Regions from separate parts of the Sus scrofa genome. Here region 1 is linked to region 2. A link is a contact called in public Hi-C data. All regions are on one chromosome and are shown on one strand. The core of a region is the stretch at or near the end of the contact, and the rest is flanking DNA. Distances in the headings are between cores, read along the strand shown. Region 1 holds the start of LARS (leucine--tRNA ligase, cytoplasmic). Region 2 holds the start of TCERG1 (transcription elongation regulator 1).

Region 1 (5,227 bases), core at 67-2,566, 240 kb after region 2:
CAAGCCACATCAGCAAACCACACTGCAGCTTGCCACAACCCTGGGATTCTTAACCCACTGAGCAAGGCCAGGAATGGACCTCTCATCCTCATGGGCAAACTCCCCCCCACCCACTTATTCTTTTAGGAAGACACACTTCTGGTCTGGGCACACCCAGCTCCTCCAAGTGCTTTGTAGATGCTTAATAAATGTTAACAAATTATAAAGGAACGCAGGTGAGAGTAATAATCTGACTACCAGAAAGTAAAAATCTTGGATCAGCGCTTTTCAATCAATCTTTCTTTGATGATGGAAATGTTTTATATCCACCCTCGCTGTCCGGATATGGAACAACTAGCCATGTGGACTTTCTACATGAAAAGTGGCATTAGTGCGACTGAAGAACTACATTTAAAATTTTATTTTATTATTATTATTTTGTCTTCTTGCTATTTCTTTGGGCCGCTCCCGCGGCATATGGAGGTTCCCAGGCTAGGGGTCGAATCGGAGCTGTAGCCACCGGCCTACGTCAGAGCCACAGCAACGCGGGATCCGAGCCGCATCTGCAACCTACACCACAGCTCACGCAACGCCGGATCGTTAACCCACTGAGCAAGAGCAGGGACCGAACCCGAGGAACCTCATGGTTCCTGGTCGGATTCGTTAACCACTGCGCCACGACGGGAACTCCTAAATTTTATTTTAAACTGGTTAATTTAAATAGCCATTTATGGCTAGTAACCAGTACTTCAGACAACAGAGTCTTGGTAAGATGAACCAGTCTGAGCCGGGCACTGGGAGCAGGTAGGTTTCCACCCTTTCCTTTAAAAAAAATGTAAAAAATGAGGATTGTTAATACATGGCTATAAAATGTCTAAATTTTGGATTTTGAATTGGATTGTGATGATCATTGTATAACTACAGGTGTGATAAATTCACTAAGAAATAAAAAAAATTTTTTTGGATTTTGAATGCCACCAACAGTCGTAAACATGTCATAGTTAGCACCTCAGTCCCTGAAGACGACTACAACTTGCGTCCAGGCATCCAGACAAGCCACCTAACCCAGCTCCATAAGGTGAAAAGGTTGGTGGCCCGGGATCTCTACGTCACTCAGGGCGCGCTCACAGCGATCTGCGACCCCGAACTGCATCATGGGCTTTGTAGTTCAACATACACGTGACGTCACTACCGGTTCCCCCCGGGGGGGTGTGTGGCTGGACTTAGACTTCCGGTGGCTTTGTTGTTCTCTGGGAAATGTAGTCAATACGTGCCTGCTGGACGTGGGCTCTAGGGTTCTGGGAACTACAACTCCCAGCAGGCCACGAGGTGGCCCCGGAGGTAGTTAGAGAGCCGGTGATTGCCTCATCAGGTGTGAAGCGTGTGCTTCAGGGAGGTGGTGGGCCTGACTCCCGCGAGAGGGAGGGAAGAAGTTGTAACCACTCCTTTGAGGGGGGTCCTCGAGGTCGCTGTCGTGGGTTTGTGCAGTCGGCTGGGCGGCGCCATGGCGGTAAGTTTTGGCGGGAAGAGGGTCCGCGCGGCCGGACTGCCTGCTTTTGCCAGTGTAGGGGCGCCGTGTGGTAGCCGCTGTCCTGAGGGAAAACCCTTTTCTAAAGAAAAAGGAGGCCTTGCCCCCCGCGTTTAAGGCTTGGCCGTTGTGAGCATGTGCCTTTTCTTGCTAGCTGACGAGGCGCTAAGGTTTTTAGCTTTAAAGACTGTTTAACGTCACGCGTTATTTCACCAAAGGTTCTAAAAACTGATTTGGAGAGAGAGGAGTATGGAGCATTGACGACTCCTTCAAACAGAAAATTACGCAGCGCCTCTTTGTAGACAGAAGTTCCTGCCTTCATGGTGTTTAGTTTATGCGTGCTACATTCTGAAGTATGTGGTTTAAAAAAAAAAAATGTGTGTGCAGTGTGTCAGGTGCCGCTCTGTGCAGTAGAAACGAATAGAGCAGGGAGGGGGCATGTAGAAGCCCGCGCTGAGAAGGTGGCATTTGGGCCGAAAGCGGGTAAGGAGTAAGCCGTGCACCTGTGCAGAGGAAGAGCTTTCCGGACGGCGGCAGCAGTGCGAGTGAGGAACCGGGCGGGCTGTGCGGCCAGAGGGGTCCTCCGGGGGAGGTGGTGTGGACGGCCTGTGTTTGTGTGTCGCCTGGCGGTGGAGGTGGAGGACTGAGCCCTGGGAGGGTGTAGATCCTGGGAAGCCTCGTAGGTTGCTGATCAGGAAAGCATGGCTCAGTGGAAACGAACCTGACTGGCATCCCTGAGGACGCAGGTTCGGTCCCTGGCCTCGCTCAGTGCGTTAGGGATCCGGCTTTGCCCAGACCTGTGGTGTAGGTCGCAGAGGCGGCACGGATGGATCTGGCGTGGCTGTGGCTGTGCTGTAGGCCGGCGGCTACAGCTCCAATTGGACCCCAAGCCTGGGAACCTCCATGTACCGCCGGGTGCGGTCCTAAAAGGACCAAAAAAAAAAGGGGGGGGGAAGGGAGGGGCTACGGCCAACTCTTTTGAGGAATTATGCAAAGGAGACTAGAATGGGGGTGAAGGTTGAAAGAGGGCTTTTTTTTTTTTTTTTTTTTTTTTTTTTTTAAGAAAGGAGGAATTATATAGTGCTTGTATGCTTATGGCAGTTGCCCTGCAGGAAGGGAAAATTTATGCAGATCTTTTGTAGAGGACACCTATTGCTGGAGTGATGTTCCTGAACAGAAGAGAGGGGGTGAGATCTCATTTTAGAAGTAGAATTTTAATTCATTTGATCCCATTCTGGAGATCATTCTCTTAATCACTGTACTGTTTGCAATTGTAAACTAATTGGGTAATTTATTTTGCAAGCACACTCCTTTAACGAAAGTTTTCCACTTCTTTCTGGGAGAAACCTTACCAATAGTATAAGATAGTAAACATAGAATAGCATGGATATAAAATTAGTTTTTATGTTATAATTAAATTTGTAAAAAGAGCAAACAATATAATTTTCTTTATATCCTGGGAATGTTTATTTTATAGCACTTTTGACAGTTTTAATCCCTTTAGTTACATATCAGACTTGTAGACAGGGCCTGGGGATGTGATGTAATAAGGATAATATCCTTATTTTATCAATATAATTTTATTTTTAAAATTTTCATTTGGGGAGTTCCTTTTGCGGCACAACAGAAACGAACCTGACTGGTATCCATGAGGATGTGGGTTCGATCCCTGGCCTTAATGAGTGGGTTGGGGACCTGAGCTGTGGTGTAGGTCGCAGACATGGCTCTTGGATCCCGAGTTGCTATGGCTGTGGTGTAGGCTGACAGCTACAGATCCGCATCAGTCCCTAATGTGGGAAGTTACACATGCTACAGGTGCGGCCCTAAAAAACAAATAAATAAATAAAGCTAATTTAAAAAAATTTTATTTTGGTAAATTTAAATATTGAGCCAAGTAGAGATAATAACAATATTATGTACTTACATATACCCATCACTCAACTTCAATAATTGGTATTTCAGGCCCAGTCTTCTTTCATTCCCACCTTTGCCAGGCCCTGAAATGCCATTTTTGACACATAATAAAAAGTACATGATATCTAGTTGTCTTTCTGTAGTAATGATTATAGCATTATTGAAATTTTACCATGGGTCCAGCACCATGTTAAGTCCTTCCTTTTTTTTTTTCCTGTTTTCCTTTTAGAGCCACACCTGTAGCTTATGGAAGTTCCCAGGCTAGGATTTGAATTGGAGCTGCAGCTGTTGACGTATGTCACAGCCACATCAATGTGGGACCCGAGCTGCATCTGTGACTAACACTGCAGCTTGTGGCAATGCTGGATCCTTTACCCACTGAGCAAGGCGGGGTTCAAACCCGTGTCCTCATGGATACGAGTTGGATTCTTAACCTGCTGAGCCATGACGGGAACTCCATATCTTTTAATCCTCATAATAACAGTACAAGGTAGGAGTTCTCTGTTGGCTCAGCAGGTTAAGGGTCCAGTGTTGTCAGTGCTGTGGCTCAGGTCACTGCTGTGGCATAGGTTTGATCTCTGCCTTGGGAATGCGGCATGGCCAGAAAAATAGCACAAGGTAGATGCATTTAATTTCCTCACCTTATAGATAGGTAGAGAAATGGGGGCTTAAAGAGGTTAAGGGACTTGTCTAGGATTCTACAGCTGGTAGTTGGTGGAGCTGGGATATGGCCAGAGTACAAGAGAAAAGCAGAAACAAAAGATGAGTGTTTTCGTCCGGCCTGACCATTTGCTGGCATGATGATCTCTGAGCTTTGGGTTCATCGTCTTTATCAGTGGTCTGGTCCCTCCCTAAGGTGAGTGTTGCCCCCTCTCAGGGTTGTTGTTAATATCAAATAAGTTAATGTTCGTAAAAGTTTTAAGAACTGCAGAATACTATGAGTATATGAAAAAGTTTATTATCTGGTTTTGCCATTCTTTGCTGGGGTGACTTTGTCCTCCAGAGAACATTTGGTTTGGAGGCTCAAGAAGATCACACTTGGGGGTATGTTGCTAGCAGCAGGTGCGTAGAAGGCAGGGATGTTCCTAAACAACTTATAATGCACTGCAGCCCCAGAAAACAAATAATTATTTGGCCCTACACATCACTAGAGCCAAAGTTCAGGAACTCAGTTCTCATTAACCTTTTAACAAATTAGAGTAACCAGTCATTTAGTTGAGTAACTAATGAAGAAGCTTAGGCTCAGATTGATCAAGTGACTTGCTCAAAGTTATACAAGTTGATGCTGGGGCCAGAATCAGATTTTGTTACAATTGACCTCTGAGGTTTTTTTTGTTTTGTTTTGTTTTTTGCTGTTTTACAGCCACACCTGTAGCACATGGAAGCTCCCAGGCTAGGGTTGAATCGGAGCTGCAGCTGCCAGCCTACACCACAACCACAGCAATGCTAGATCCTTAACCCACTGATTGAGGCCAGGGATTGAACCTTCATCCTCATAGATACTAGTAGGTTTCATTACCGCTGAGCCATGATGGGAATTCCATTTGGTGATGTCATTTTTTTTTTTTTTTTGTCTTTTTTTGCTATTTCTTGGGCCGCTCCTGTGGCATATGGAGGGTCCCAGGCTAGGGGTCGAATCAGAGCTGTAGCTGCTGGCCTACACCACAGCCACAGCAACGCGGGATCCGAGCCGCGTCTGCAACCTACACCACAGCTCACGGCAACGCCGGATCGTCAACCCACTGAGCAAGGGCAGGGACCGAACCCGCAACCTCATGGTTCCTAGTCAGATTCGTTAACCACTGC
Region 2 (4,934 bases), core at 1,656-4,155:
TCCCTCTTTGCCTCCGCTCAACGGTCACCTTCAACTGCTTTCCCACTCTAGCCCTTGCCTCTCTCCTTCATTTCCCAATTTGAGTTTACAGCTATGGTAAATGCCACGCGGAAATCTCTCACTACTGGCTTGCCCTTGTCTCACCTCTACCCACTAGCACACAGGTTCTCCTCCATCTACTGCTGCATCCCGGTGCCTGGGATGGCAGGTGTTCCGTTACTGTTCTAATAATGACAGGGAACCCTGGGTACTTCCTGTATACCAGGCATGGTTATTTGGACATTATTTCTGCTAACTCCTTGAATCCTCAAGACAACCCAATGAGCTAAGTTTGGCACCATTTTTACAGAGGAAACGGCAGCACAGAAAAAGAACTTGTTTAAGGTTTAAGCGAGTCAGTGGTACCACCAGCACATTCTTATTCCCACTGTACCACGGAGGTAACTCAGACAGCACGTTGCCATACGGTATGAAGCAGTAATAACTACACAAAGGCCTTGGGTCAAGGGTCTATACAAATATGACTCTCCAAGTTCTAGCAGCATCTGGATCGCCACACAAATTCTGTCTGCTGTGGATTATTTGCATTCCTACTACCTCCAAATGTGAGGAAAACAGAAGCCTACCTGCATGACCACAAAACACACACACACACACATTTGTAAGAACACATGTACTTCCCTGGAGTCCTATACCCAGATATGCAATCTTCCCAATGGTGAGGACTGCAACTACTTTACTATAACAGGGGGAGAAAACAATTTTAAACGCTGATAAACGGGAGCAAATTATACGGCAGACACCAAGCAGGGAGACCTAGGCTTTAATCCAGACCCTGTCAATAAGTCAGGGATCTTGGTTAAGTCTCCTCACACTTGCAGGCCAATTTCCTTATTTGATGTGCTTAGTTTACAATTTACATCAATCTTAATTAGCATGAAAGGTCCTTGGGGACAAAGGTTTTTTTTGTCAGGTTCAAGACTCTACTGCCAGCACCTGGCTCAGTGACTCTCACACTGCACACACTTAATAAATGCAGGTGTGAGCGGTGAGCCATCTCTAAACCTCCTAGATACAGTTATTTATATACCCACTGAACCCCTTATCCATCAGACTCCGTGATGGTGAAACGCCACAAAACACATTCAGGACACAAACACAAAAACTGAGCCCCAATTTCTGCCGTGGAGAACAACTAATTTCTCTTAAACCACGGGGTGCTAAACTGAAGGTCCGTACAACGTGCTCTGGGAGGACTTCCAATCCAAGAGGCTAAGGTGTGGAACACCTACAACACAACATCTCATTTAAAGCCTGCACAACGTCTGGACTACTATTAATAAAGTCTAGAAGGCTACTCCTTGTAAAGCTGACGAGGAATACTCTCTAAAATGCAAACTAATGTTCCCAAATAATCCCTTAAGACCAGCTCAAGGAACCTTCTGGAGATGAGAATCAGAAATAATCCTTCCACCCTAACACTGCGCGACCCTGACAAGGCAGTGCGATCACCCATGACTCAAGTGTACACACGGGGTTTAAAGGATTTAAGAGTCTTCCAAGAAGTAAGACTGTATTCCTGCCAGAGTTAACAATTTCTGACAACTCAGAATCTCAAAGACAAGATTTTCCTCCCTGAAATCTTAACAATACCCATTTTCCTTACATAATTCCATCTGGAGCTCTGGACCATGCTAGAGTCCTCCCAACTTACTCTGCTCTTTTTCATTCCCAAACGCTGACAATGGCACAATTCAGAACGGGAGGGGAACGGCTCGCACGACCTTTTCCCGTGGTGGGGAGGGAAGGACCAGACAGAAAACTCAGGACCTCATTTTCCTTAAACCCCACTCATCGTACCCCCGGGACACTGGGACCAAATGTTAACGACAAATTCCACAGGCGGTGAGAAAGCAGGGCGAGGAAGGTCACTGCCCTGCTTGGGGCGACGGCGCGAGCAGACCCAGCGCGAGGAGGAGGAGGAGGACTGCAGGCTCCGAGCCCGGCGGCCCGGGTCCCGGCCAGTTCCCGGGGCCACCATCCCACCAAAGCGACGCGGTTCTACTTCCCCACCTGCAGGCGGCTCCGGGTCCTCGCCTGCCGCGGGGCACTCACTTAACCGAAGACGGCTCAGCTCTGGGGCCTGGGACACGGGATCAGCACCCCCTCCCCGGGGGCGGGCGTGAGGGTCGCGGGGACCCCCAGGAGGGGCTCCCGGGCCCACGGAGGCGCCCGGCAAACGGCTCCCGCTATTGTTACCAGGCACGAACGCGGGACGAGGAACCGGGGCGAAAAGGCAGGCAGGCCGCACGAAGTCCAGGCCGAGCCGGCGAGGCGGGGCAGTGGGGAGCGGGCAAACGGGGACCGCGCGGGCCGCGGCCGGCGGGGACAGGGCGCAGCGGGGCGCGGCGGCGCGGGGCCTCGGGGAGGACACCCGGGCCCGCGGCCGCGCCGAGCCCGAGGAGGGCGGAGGTCGCCGCGGCGGAGGCGGCGGCGGCGGCCCGCGCCCGAGGCGGGGCCCCGAAGCGCGAAGGCCGGACCCGGCCCGCGGGCCGCGGGCCGCGAGGGGCGCGGGGCCCCGCGAAGCGCGCAGGGAGCGCCCCGGGGACGCGCAGGAGGCCGCGGCCCAGCCCCGGCCCGGCTCATTCAAGCCGCCTTCCCCTTCCCCCTCACCCCATGCGGTCCTGGCTCGCAGCCGCCGCGGCTCCCCGGCCCCCCTCCACCCGGCTCTCCGCGCGGCACGCCCAGCCCCGGGGCCGCCGGAGCGCCGAGATGCGAGGGAGAGCGGGGCCCCTTACCTGAGCTCCCCCGGGTTGAACCGCTCACCGTCCCCCCCGTCCCCGCCACGCTCCGCCATTACAGAGGGCCGCGTTCACCCACCCGCCGCCTCAGCGTCTCCTATTGGCCTGACGGATCGTCAATCCCGCGTGAGGGAGGCGGAGAGAGCAGAGATCTGTGAAATGATTGGTCAAACTTCCCATCCATCCTCGCGCTAAGGGTGGTATCTGCCTTATGATTGGTGAAAGGGCCCGCCGACTTTGAAAGCGGTATGGAGACAGCCAGTTGATTGGTCGCTCGAAGGCCTTACGGGAAACGAGACTTTAGCAACGAGGAACCGCCGGCGCCCTCTCGCGGTAAGCAAAACTAGGTCCTCCCACCCACTGCTCAGCCTGCGGTGGCCACGTGTCTGCCCGCTTCCTGGAAAGCCAATTGTGGAGCCATGTTGGCCTCAAACCGGCAGTACTGGCTCAGGCCGAGACGATTTCCACCCCGTGAGCCAATGAGAAATCGACCTGGATCACCCGTAAACCAATCACAGAGTTGCTGTGGAATTGAGCCCTTCCCAGCTTTTCAGAATCAGGAGTCTTAAGGCGCCACCAGATTATATCTGTTATTAAATAATGCTTTCGTCGTATACAGCAGAAATTGGCACAACATCGTAAGTCAACTATACTTAAAAAGAGAATACCTCTTAGGTTGTTTTAAATAATTAGTTGCTATAAGTTGCTGTATTAAGTTGGAGGAAGAAAACTTCTTGGCAATTTACAGTTTAAAACATCTGTCCTTCAATTTCGAAACACATTTGTCCGAAATTAGCATATCCTAATACCCAGAAGGAATTCTGAATTTTTTTTTAATTAAAAAAAAAAAAAAAAACTTTAGGTACTGGGGGAGTTCCTACTGTGGCACAATGGGATCAGTGCTATGGTGGGAGTGCTGGGACACAGGGTCCATCAGCCCAGTGGGTTAAGGATCCAGCCATGCTGCAGCTGCCACTTCAGCAGTGATTGCAGCTCGGATATAATCCCTGGCCCAGAACTCCATATGCAGCAGGGAGGCCCAAAAAAAAGGAAAAAAAAAAAAGACTTTAGGTACTGGGGTTTCAAAGGCACAATGAAGAGGAACTCTGCCGTTACGGCGCTCAAAACAATAAACTAATAAAATATTAAACTAATGTATTACTCAGACCTAACCATTCATACCAAGCACTGTTCTAATTACTACCCACGTATTGTCTGTTTTAGGACTCATAAAAAGGCCTCCTAATAGGAGGGTACTATGAATAGCCAGTTTGTAGATGAGACTGAGGCCAGAGAAGTTAAAGAACTTGTTCAAATTACACAGCTAATAACTGACACAGCCTACCCTTAAACCCAAGACCGTTCGGCAGAGAAGCCCCGTTACTAAACACCATGATCCAAGAAAGTTGAAAACATCATTGCAGAAGTTCCAGGGGTGCGGAACTCAGTGGGTTAAGGATCTGGTGCTGTCCTTGCAGTGGCTCAGGTCGCTGCTGTGGCACAGGTTTGATCCCTGGCCTGGGAACTTCCACATTCCAATTTTTTGGGTGCTGCCAAAAAAAATTTTTTTATTTTAAAAAAAGAAAACATACATGTACACAAAAACTTGTACACAAATATTCATAGCAGTATTATTCATAATAGCCAAAATGTCCAAACAGCTGATGAATTGATTTAAAAATATGGTGTCATCTATACAAAGGAATATTATTCAGCCATAAAAAAGGAATTTAAGTACTGACATATGCTACAATAGGATGAACCTTGAGTACATTATTCTAGGTGAAAGAAGCCAAATATCAAAGGCTAAATATTATATGAGTCCATTGAATGAAATGTCCAGAATAGGCAAATCCATAGAGACAGAAAGTACATTTCCAGGAGGCAGGGACTGCTAATGGATATAGGATTTCTTTTTGGATGGCGCAAATGTTCTGAAATTAAATAGTAGTGATGATTGCACAATTTGGTGAATATACTAAAACCTACTGAATTATACACTTTAAAGGGTGAGTTTTATTATGTGTGAATTACAGAATATGCTATACTGAATTCAGTTAGGTATGATAAAATGTGATAAGGGTCAAACAGTTCTAATCATGCTCATCTATAGCAAGAAACTATGGTTAAAAT

The links. A called contact is a pair of places that touch in the nucleus more often than the background predicts.
Region 1: a Hi-C map of liver shows a contact between it and region 2, with 6 times the contacts expected there. The contact joins the promoter of LARS here to the promoter of TCERG1 in region 2. A contact is called at or near these places in 2 of 5 promoter capture datasets (fetal liver and liver) and 6 of 47 Hi-C or Micro-C datasets (alveolar macrophages, blood, heart right ventricle and 2 more).

What each region holds. Positions count from the first base shown.
Region 1 is chr2:147,550,286-147,555,512 of Sscrofa11.1, reverse strand. LARS (leucine--tRNA ligase, cytoplasmic) reads left to right here and starts at 1,316. Exons shown (of 33, transcript XM_021084961.1): 1 at 1,316-1,489. The coding sequence starts at 1,484.
Region 2 is chr2:147,787,196-147,792,129 of Sscrofa11.1, reverse strand. TCERG1 (transcription elongation regulator 1) reads right to left here and starts at 2,905. Exons shown (of 23, transcript XM_003354339.5): 1 at 2,799-2,905. The coding sequence starts at 2,857.